2 separate regions of the Canis lupus genome follow, and region 2 is linked to region 1. The links are chromatin contacts, called in public Hi-C maps. All regions are on one chromosome and are shown on one strand. The core of a region is the stretch at or near the end of the contact, and the rest is flanking DNA. Distances in the headings are between cores, read along the strand shown.

The links. A called contact is a pair of places that touch in the nucleus more often than the background predicts.
Region 2: a contact with region 1 is called in a Hi-C map of blood, with 2.7 times the contacts expected there. The contact joins the promoter of UBA6 here to the promoter of STAP1 in region 1. A contact is called at or near these places in 2 of 9 Hi-C or Micro-C datasets (both in blood).

What each region holds. Positions count from the first base shown.
Region 1 is chr13:58,926,360-58,931,188 of UU_Cfam_GSD_1.0, reverse strand. It overlaps STAP1 (signal-transducing adaptor protein 1), which reads right to left and starts at 1,847. Exons shown (of 10, transcript XM_038556207.1): 1 at 1,643-1,847. It overlaps CENPC (centromere protein C), which reads left to right and starts at 1,970. Exons shown (of 20, transcript XR_005369062.1): 1 at 1,970-2,199.
Region 2 is chr13:59,066,966-59,071,167 of UU_Cfam_GSD_1.0, reverse strand. UBA6 (ubiquitin-like modifier-activating enzyme 6) reads left to right here and starts at 1,813. Exons shown (of 33, transcript XM_038556197.1): 1 at 1,813-1,901. The coding sequence starts at 1,831.

The DNA.
Region 1 (4,829 bases), core at 598-3,097:
GACCAGTTCATCACCAACAACCTTTGTGCACTGCATTTTATACTATATCATGTTTCTCAAAATACCTCTGAGAGTTACTGTGTCCAGTGGAAACAGGGAGCATCATTTTACAGGTGGAACTTTTATATCTGTGATTGCGCTTGCTAAAATTTCTCACTCAGAGATAAAAAGAGTAGAGTGAGTAAGTGCTCAGTGTCTAGAGTCAGAATACCAGCATTCATCCCCAGTTGTGTCCTGGAATCGTATTTCAATTTGGAGCAGGTTACTTAAACACTGTCCCGGTTCTGCCTGTAAAATGGGGATATTCGTCGTCTTCTTGTAATAGGAATGTCCTAAGAAATGTTACTGCGTGGATAGCATTAAAAAAAAAAAAAAAAAAAAAAGAAAGAAAGAAAAAAGAAAAAAATATTGGCATATAATGTGAACTGAATACATGAAAGTTTTTTATTATAACCTATTCCAGGGCAGCCCCGGTGGCTTAGCGGTTTAGTGCCGTCTTCAGTCCAGGGTGTGATCTTGGAGACCCAGGATCAAGTCCCACATCAGGATCCCTGCATGGAGCCTGCTTCTCCCTCTGTCTGTGTCTCTGTATCTCTCTCTCTCTCTCTGTCTCTCATGAATAAATAAATAAAATCTTTAAAAAAAAATAACCTATTCCAAATATGACAACACCAAATTATACTCTGTAGTCTGACTGGCAAGACTTCTGCTAGATCAAATAAAAAACTCCATAATGACACCAGGCATTATTTATTGAATTCTTACTATATTCCAGGCATTTCATCTGGATATTAAAAGGAGTTAATCCAGTTATTTCTCTCTCTCTCTCTCTCTCTCACACACACACACACACAGGGGACTTGAGAGAGTTTAACTTGTCCGCGATGGCAGAATTAGTGGAGTAGATGGGAACCCAGTCTGATCTCAGAGTTAATATATAACCTCTTCCCCTACCAAAAATAAATAAATAAAAACCCTAAAAACAAAAAAACAAAAACAAAAAAACAAACAAAAACAACCCTTAGCAGGTGATAACATTTGTTACATCATCACAAGTCGAAACACTTCATTAGCTCAACTCTTGATTGATAGATTGAGTTAATAAGTATTTTGTCTAAAATTCCCACCCAAGTTTTTATTAAGTCGCCAAAATAGAACACCAAGTTTTATAGAATCATGGAACAGTCCAGTCTCCAGAGCATCGAATTTAGCTCTCCCCTTACATATTACGAAGGAAACACTTCGAACGGCGCCCCAGTGTGCCCTAGATGACGTAACCGATGGCTGAGCGGATGTCAAGTCTCTTAATTAGGGCTGCTTCCAGGGCGTCATACCTCAATGACAGTCTTATTTACCCAGGTCACTTTTTGCCAGTGCTTCATGAAAAATATTACCCACTTATTCGGAAAAAAGCACATCGTCGTCATCCTCATCCTATCATTATCATAACTTTTTAAAAAGGCCTTAGTTATTCGTGAGAGACACAGAAGGCCGCAAGAGCGCGCTGCACGCAGGGCACCCGCGAGGGCCTCGAACCCGCGCCCAGGACCCGCCGCGCGCCTCAGGCCGACGCCCGACCCCGGGGCCACCCAGGCGCTGGCGGGGGCCGGCGCGTCTGCGCATGCGCAGGGAAGTACTTTACTCATCTCTCTGCACACAGCGCTTATCCTTCCAGGTGTTATTTTCACTCCGAACTAGAACCCTCCACGTGCCTCACGGCGGGCTCACGGGCGAACAAAGGCTGCTGTGGAGACGGTCCCGCCAACTGAGACGGCAGCTTTCCCCTCAGCCCGCGGGGAGGGGCGAGCGCCGGGGGCGGAGCCTGCGGAGGGCGGCGCCGCTTCCGTGGGCGCCTGCGCACGACCGGCGAGGGGGCGGGCGCCCAACGGCTGCGCCGCGGGTGGCGCGGCCCGTCTGCGCATGTGCAGACCGTTTCAAACGCGGAGGCTGCTGGGTACCGCGCTCCTGAAGGGCCGAGCCGAGCCAATGGCTGACGAGTGTCGGTAGCGCGCTGGCCTGTCGCGGTTCCCTCGGTTTTGGCACCGCCCACCTTTAGGCCGCTCCTGGGGCGCGGTCCGGCCGCTCCACCCGTGACCGGTCAGCGCCCGGCTTCTTGGAGTCCCGGCCCGCGGGGACGCCCGCGGGGACGCCCGCCCCACCCCGGGGCCGAGGGGGAACATGGCTGCTGCGTCGGGTCTGGTAAGTGCAGGCTCCTGCTTCTGACGAGCGGGAAGACCCGCTGGGTCGCTCCGGGCGGGGGGGCCCCCAGACGTCTAGCCGCTGCTGTGGCTTCTTGGAGTTAATTTCCTTGTATTGTTTCCTCAAAATGTCTTTCTTTTTTTTTTTTTTTTTAATTTTATTATTCATGAGAGAGGCAGAGACACAGGCTGAGGGAGAAGCAGGCGCCACGCAGAGAGCCCGATGTGGGACTCGATCACACCCTGGGCCTGAGGCCGGCGCCCAACCGCTGAGCCCCCCGGGCTGCCCTAAAAATATCTTTTAATTTTGGTTGTGATGGCATCTTTCTCTTCAGAGAATCTTGTGGTTCCCTCCCGCCCCCCCCCCCCTTTTTTTTTTTTTTTGGCTTAACTCTACTTCTTAGCCCTCCAGATAATTTTCTGTCCGTAGAAGTATTGGGATACCTCAAAAGTCTGGACTTCCGGTCTGCAGGAGCAGATTATTTGTAAGTTATGTCATTGATAGAGTTTTCTGAAAGACAGCTCTTAAAGAGGTGCTCAAGGTGGGAACGACTAGAGGGGCACCCGGTTTTTGTTTGTTTCCGCACTCCGTTTGGTAGTCACTCTTCTGTATCTCACACTTTGCCTGTGGTTACTATGTATTATACAACCCACAGCAGCACCTGCCCTAGTGTATTTTCTCCTTTATCTCTCCTTTTAAGAAAATCTTCATCAGTGATCCCCCCTCCCATTTATGTAAAGTTGTATGCTTGTATGCATGAAGATGTATGAAAGGATCCTATAGAGGGTACTTTTTACTGCGAGCACCTAAACATTGTTTACATTAGGGAGAGTTTTAAAGAATAAAGCCATTTTTATTGGAGGAAGAGGAGGGGAATAAAATTTACCAAATGCCCACGGTTCCTTTTGTTTGTTTGTTTGTTTTAAGGAGTTTTATTTATTTATTTTTTTTTAGAGCAGTCTTAGGTTCTTAGTAAAACTAAGAGGAAGGTACAGAGATTTTCCAAACCCACTCACCTGGACACATGCATAGCCTATTCTCAGTATCCCCCACTAAAGTGGTACATTTATTACAATTGATGAAACTAGGGATCCCTGGGTGGCGCAGAGGTTTGGCGCCTGCCTTTGGCCCAGGGCGCGATCCTGGAGACCTGGGATCGAGTCCCACGTCGGGCTCCCGGTGCATGGGGCCTGCTTCTCCCTCTGCCTGTGTCTCTGCCTCTCTCTCTCTCTCTCTCTCTGTGACTATCATAAATAAATTAAAAAAAAAAAAACTATATTTAAAAAAAAAAAAAACAAAAAAAAATTGATGAAACTACATTGACACATCATTATTGCCCAAAGTCCGTCTTGGTGTTGTACATTTTGTGGGTTTGGACAAAAATTCAATGATTTGTATATATCATTATGGTATCAGATAGAGTGTTTTCACTGCCCTGTATATCTTTTGTGTTCTACCTACTTTCCCTCCCTGCACAGCTCTGGTAACCACTGATCTTTTTACCAACTTGATGATTTTGCCTTTTCCAGAATGTCATATAGTTGGAATCAACTTTTTTCATTATACATTTAAGGTTCCTTTATGTCTTTTCATGGCTTGGTAGTTCATTTTTTTTTAAAGATTTTATTTATTTATTCATGAGAGACACGGGGGGGGTGGAGAGAAAAGAAAGAAAGAGCGAGCGAGCGCGCAGAGACACAGGCAGAAGGAGAAGCAGGCTCTATGCAGGGAGCGTGACGTGGGATTTGATCCCGGGTCTCCAGGATCACACCCTTGGCTGAAAACGGCACTAAACCGCTGAGCCACCTGGGCTGCCCAGTTCATTTTTTAGTGATGAATAATATTCCATTGTCTCGATGTGCCATGCTTTATCCATTCACCTAGTGAAGGACATCTGGTTGCTTTTAAGTTTTGGCGTTTATAAATAAGGCTGCAGTAAACATCCGTGTGCAGATTGTTGTATAGACAACTGTTGTGTGGACAACTCATTTGGGTAAATACCAAGCAGTTATTTCTAAGTATTTCTAAGACGATTTCTAAGTCATGGTAAGAGTCTGTTTAGTTTTGTAAAAACTACCAAACTATCTTCCAAAGTGGCTGTACTATTTTGCATTCAAAAATAAATGAGTTTCTGTTGTGCCATATCCGTACCAGCATTTAGAGTTGTCAGTGTTCCAGATTTTGGGCATTCTAATAGGTATTAGATATTAGTGGTATCTCATTGTTTTATTTTGCTTTTGCCTGATGACATGATGGGGAGCATCTTTTCTCCACATCTGTACATCTTCTTACATGTGGCATAAGGTCTTTGGCTCATTTGTTTTTTTAATTTGGGTTGTTTGTTTTCTTATTGTTGAGTTTTAAGCATCCTTCCTAGATTTTGGATAATAGTCCTTATCAGATGTCTTTTGCAAGTGTTTTCTTCCAGCCTGTTGCTTGTCCTTTCATTCTCCTTTTTAATTTTTTTTAAACTATGATCAGTGTTTTATTTGGATCAATGTTGGCATGGATTTAAAATCTACGATTAACAATAATAGCATCAGTGGTATTGTCAATAAACTTATTTTTTCAGTGTGATCTTTGCCTTTTATGAATTTCTTCTTTCTGGGAGATGTTGCTTTTCAGAATTT
Region 2 (4,202 bases), core at 564-3,063, 140 kb before region 1:
TAATAAATATAGTTAGTAATGTTGTGTTAACATTATAAAAGAAAAAGAGAATAAACTAGAGAGAACATTTAACAGATTATGATTTCTTGTAAAGAACCTGAGCCAATCCTCAGGTCCTCCAGTCATTCTCTATTAATTCTTCAGGAAGAGTTCATGACAATAGTGTCATCAAATATTGATACCATATCAAGTGTTGATGATAGTTTATACATTTTGTATGTGAGAGTTGCTTTTGCTAGATATGAAAATCTTTAGCACACATTTTCCCCTTGAATATCGTAAATATGTTGTCCTACTTTCTATTGACAAAAAGTCTATCAAAAGTCTAGCGACATTCCAATTTTCTTCTATTTTGCAAATGTAATGATACATTAAAATATGTTAAATTGGGGTATCCGTTATACTTTTGAAGTAATTCACACTATATTTCGTCAAATCTAAGATGACCTCAAATTTAAGAGTAGCATTATTTTCTGTATTGATGAACAAGGAAAAAAATATATTCCAATTTCAAGGATATTCAAATATAAAGAAATGTGGATTGTGGATGAGATTCAAACTACTCATTTTCTATTGCTGTATAACAATTTACTATAAACATAGTACTAGAATAGAATCTTGAAAGAATGGGACATGGACCAAGTTCCTTTAATGATTGTGTATGAAAGGTACACAACTAGAGTAAGAAACCTGAATAATAGCATAGGTGAGCAGCATGAAGTTTCAGGTATTTGGAAATGTTCTATTTTGAAACGAGAATGAAGAGGCGCAAAGGAAAATGCAGTTTTGCCTGGACCCTCTCTTGCCAGTAGTGAGGAAGAAATTCTAAATTCAAAAAAATTCTAATTAAAAAAGAAAAAAAAAAAAAGCCATACATTACAGAAGATGCTATCACACAGAGTCAAAGTATATGCTAATTCTTAAAATCCTACAGACGTTACTTCAAAAGTACAGTTTATTTAAAATGAAAGACAAATCCTAATGTCGAGTACTACTAATTCTTGTTCTCTAAGAAAGGGCAAAGAGGACCCAACATCAGATGAGAAGGTGAACACTTGATGCGGCAGTGACTGGGTCTGCGACCTTGACCTGCGACCTTGAACGAGTCACGCAGGCTGTCCGTGACCTTGAGCGAGTCACGCAGGCTGTCCGTGACCTTGACCGAGTCTCGCAGGCTGTCCATGACCTTGACTGAGTCTCGCAGGCTGTCCGTGACCTTGACGAGTCTCGCAGGCTGTCCGCGACCTTGAGCGAGTCTCGCAGGCTGTTCGCGACCTTGACGAGTCTCGCAGGCTGTCCGCGACCAAGTGGAAGCGAACGGGGCCACACTGGCCTTCACGGCTCTAAAAATCACGACCCTATTAAATCCGTGGCGGTGCCCGGCCTGTAGCAGACGCCCCCAAACCATCCGTTAAACGTATAGAACGTCTTTAACTGGAATCCCAGAAATCCTGAAAACCTGGAGCTACCTATTAACTTTCGGGGTTCTATTTGTTAAATGAAGGGGCTTCGTCTTCTTGCTATAAAACTCAAGGATTCCGCTTCGCAACCCCAACACGTCGCTGGACCCTGGGACCGCCGTGCTCGGCCACGGAGCTAGACTCCGCGTCGCGCGTCCCGAGGCCCGCGGCCCCCGCCGACCCCGCACCTGCGCGCCGAGGCCTAGCCGGCCCCGCCCCCGCCACGCCCAAACCGGAAACCGGGGCCCGCCGCGCGCTCCCGGCCCCGCCCCCCGTGACGTCACCACCCGCCCCTTGACCTCGCGGTGCCGCCCCCTTCCCTGCCTGCCCGGAGCCGGCGGCGCGGCGGCGGCGGCGTCTCTCGGAGGCGATGGAGGCGTCGGCGCCGGTGGCCGCGCCTCAGCGGGAAGAGGCGTCCTGCTCGTCCTGGGCGGCTGGCGGGTGAGAGGACCGGGGCGCGCGCAGAGCGGCGAGGGGTGGCGGGCGGCACCCGGTCCAGGGCGGCCGGCTGTGGGCTGCTCGGGCTCGGGCTCGGGCTCGGGCTCGGGCGGTAGGGAGCGCGCGCGAGGCCGCGGAGCCGGCGGAAGCGGCCCTGGCGGCGAGGGGGCGCGCGGGTGGGTGTGGCGCCGGGGCCCCGAGCGCTGCGGCTGCCGGCTTCGCTGAGGAGAAGGGCCCAGGTCGGCGTCTGCGGCGCTGTCTCAGCCCGAGGCGGGGCGGCCACCCTCTCAGTCACCGGCGCGTGTGGGGACGGGGCGCGGGTGTGACGGAGCGGGAAGACACGGCTGCTCCGTGCTCCGTGGAGAGTCCTGGCGCGGGCGCGGGCGGCCCGGCGCGAGCCCCACACCCTCCCTCCTTGTTTTTTCGGTAAAAAAGAAAAGCTAAGAGCGCGGCTGTGCGGGATCCTGCACCGAGATCCTCCTTTGAAAACTATTACCAGAGGGAACCTGGTAAGGATGAATCAGGGGCAGTCAGGACGCCCGGAGGCCTCTGCTGACTACAGTTTAAAAAAAAAAAAAAAAAAAAGAAAATCCGGGAAAAAAACCCCACGAGTTAGTCATCCTTCTTTCCCAGTTGGTGTTAAGGTTTCTCACGTTTCTTGCGCTTCTACAGAATCGGGGAGGTTGGGGGGGGCGGGGCGGGAGGATGTTCGTGTGGTTTCTTTTCAGTTATCTCGTAATTAATAAATTGGTTAGTTACATCCTGCCCGCCACCAGGATACAATATTCCAAAGATGGAAGTAATGGATATAGGATTTTTTTTTTTTTTTTTTGAGCTAATGTGAGACTGTCCATAAACCTGTGGCTTTTTCGCTGGTTCAAACTGAAGAGATGTCTCTGGTACCGTGATAACTGCCTGCCGAGGCCAACACTGCCACATTTTACGTGGGGGATATTATGTAATGCAAACAAAACGTCCCTTTATGTAAAGGATTTTTGATTGCTATGTTAGACCTTATTACAAAAATGACTTTTGAAGCATTCCAGGAAGGCAAAATTTTCTGAGGAGTGAGTGCCAGTCATATCATTAAGTGACAAAGCTGGTTAGAATGTAGCTGTTACCATGTTCGCCTAAGAGCTTTGCCGGCTAGACTATTGTCCTCCATGCAAGGAAGACAGCTAGTGAAAGTATACCAGGGATAAGAAAAGTGCGTGGGAAATTTTCATATTGCATTACTATGCCAAAACAGGGCATATTGTGTGTGTGTGTTTATTAGAGAAGTGATCTCCTAAACCCAGCTATCTCCTGGTTTGCTTTCATAATTGCAATCAGGAGTATTTCTAATAATTACCCACGTATCACTTAGCTAGAAGCTGATACTATTTGATAATACCAATCAGTGTTTGGTAAGATAAATGATAACATTTTGATTTGCTCTATTTACAAATCCTTTGGCTAATGTATCAATACCACACTTGGAAAATTGGGTTCCAAAACCTAGATTTCATGCTTTCGCATTATTTTTTAGAATTGTACAGTTGATAATTAGAGCTTCCCGGAACCTGGAATGGATTACACTTTTGCCAAGATAATATTGATCTTAGCTGCCACTGTGGCTCAGGCCAAAATGCCCCACCTCTGCTTGGGAACCATTTCTGTTTCCTAATGTTCATTCCTATTTTCATTTTTATTTGTATGCCACGCTGTGAAAAGGTTGAGCTGTGGTAAATGATACATTACTATATCTTATCATGCTAGTATCCTTTAAAAAAAAAAAAAGAAATTATTTCCTTAACATCTATACCCATCATGGGACTCGAATTCATAACCCTGAAATAGAGTGGCATGCTCTACCAACTGAACCGGCCTGCCTCCCCCCTTTTTTTAATTTTTAAAATTCATTTAACAGATGCTTTTTGAGTGCTTTCTTTATGCCTCCTATAAGAGGCAGAAGGCGGTAGAACATGGTGATCAAGAGCTAGACTGCTTAGGTTCAGATTCCGGCTCTTCTATTTACCTATTCTGGAATGTCTGGCAGGTTATTTAAATTAACTTTTGTGAGCCTCAGTATTTTTCCTCTGTTCAGTGGAGTTGGTAATAGTGCCTATCTCATAAAGTTGTAAGGGTTAATGGAGTTAGTACATCTAAAGCACTTAAAACAATGTGTAACACAGTATTTGCTCTTAAATAATGAATGCCAGGTACAGTTTTAGGTATTTGAAACACATTAGTGAATTCTTCACAGATCATATATTCTCTTGGGGAAGGCAGACAATAAACAATTAATGAGGGATGCCTGGGTGG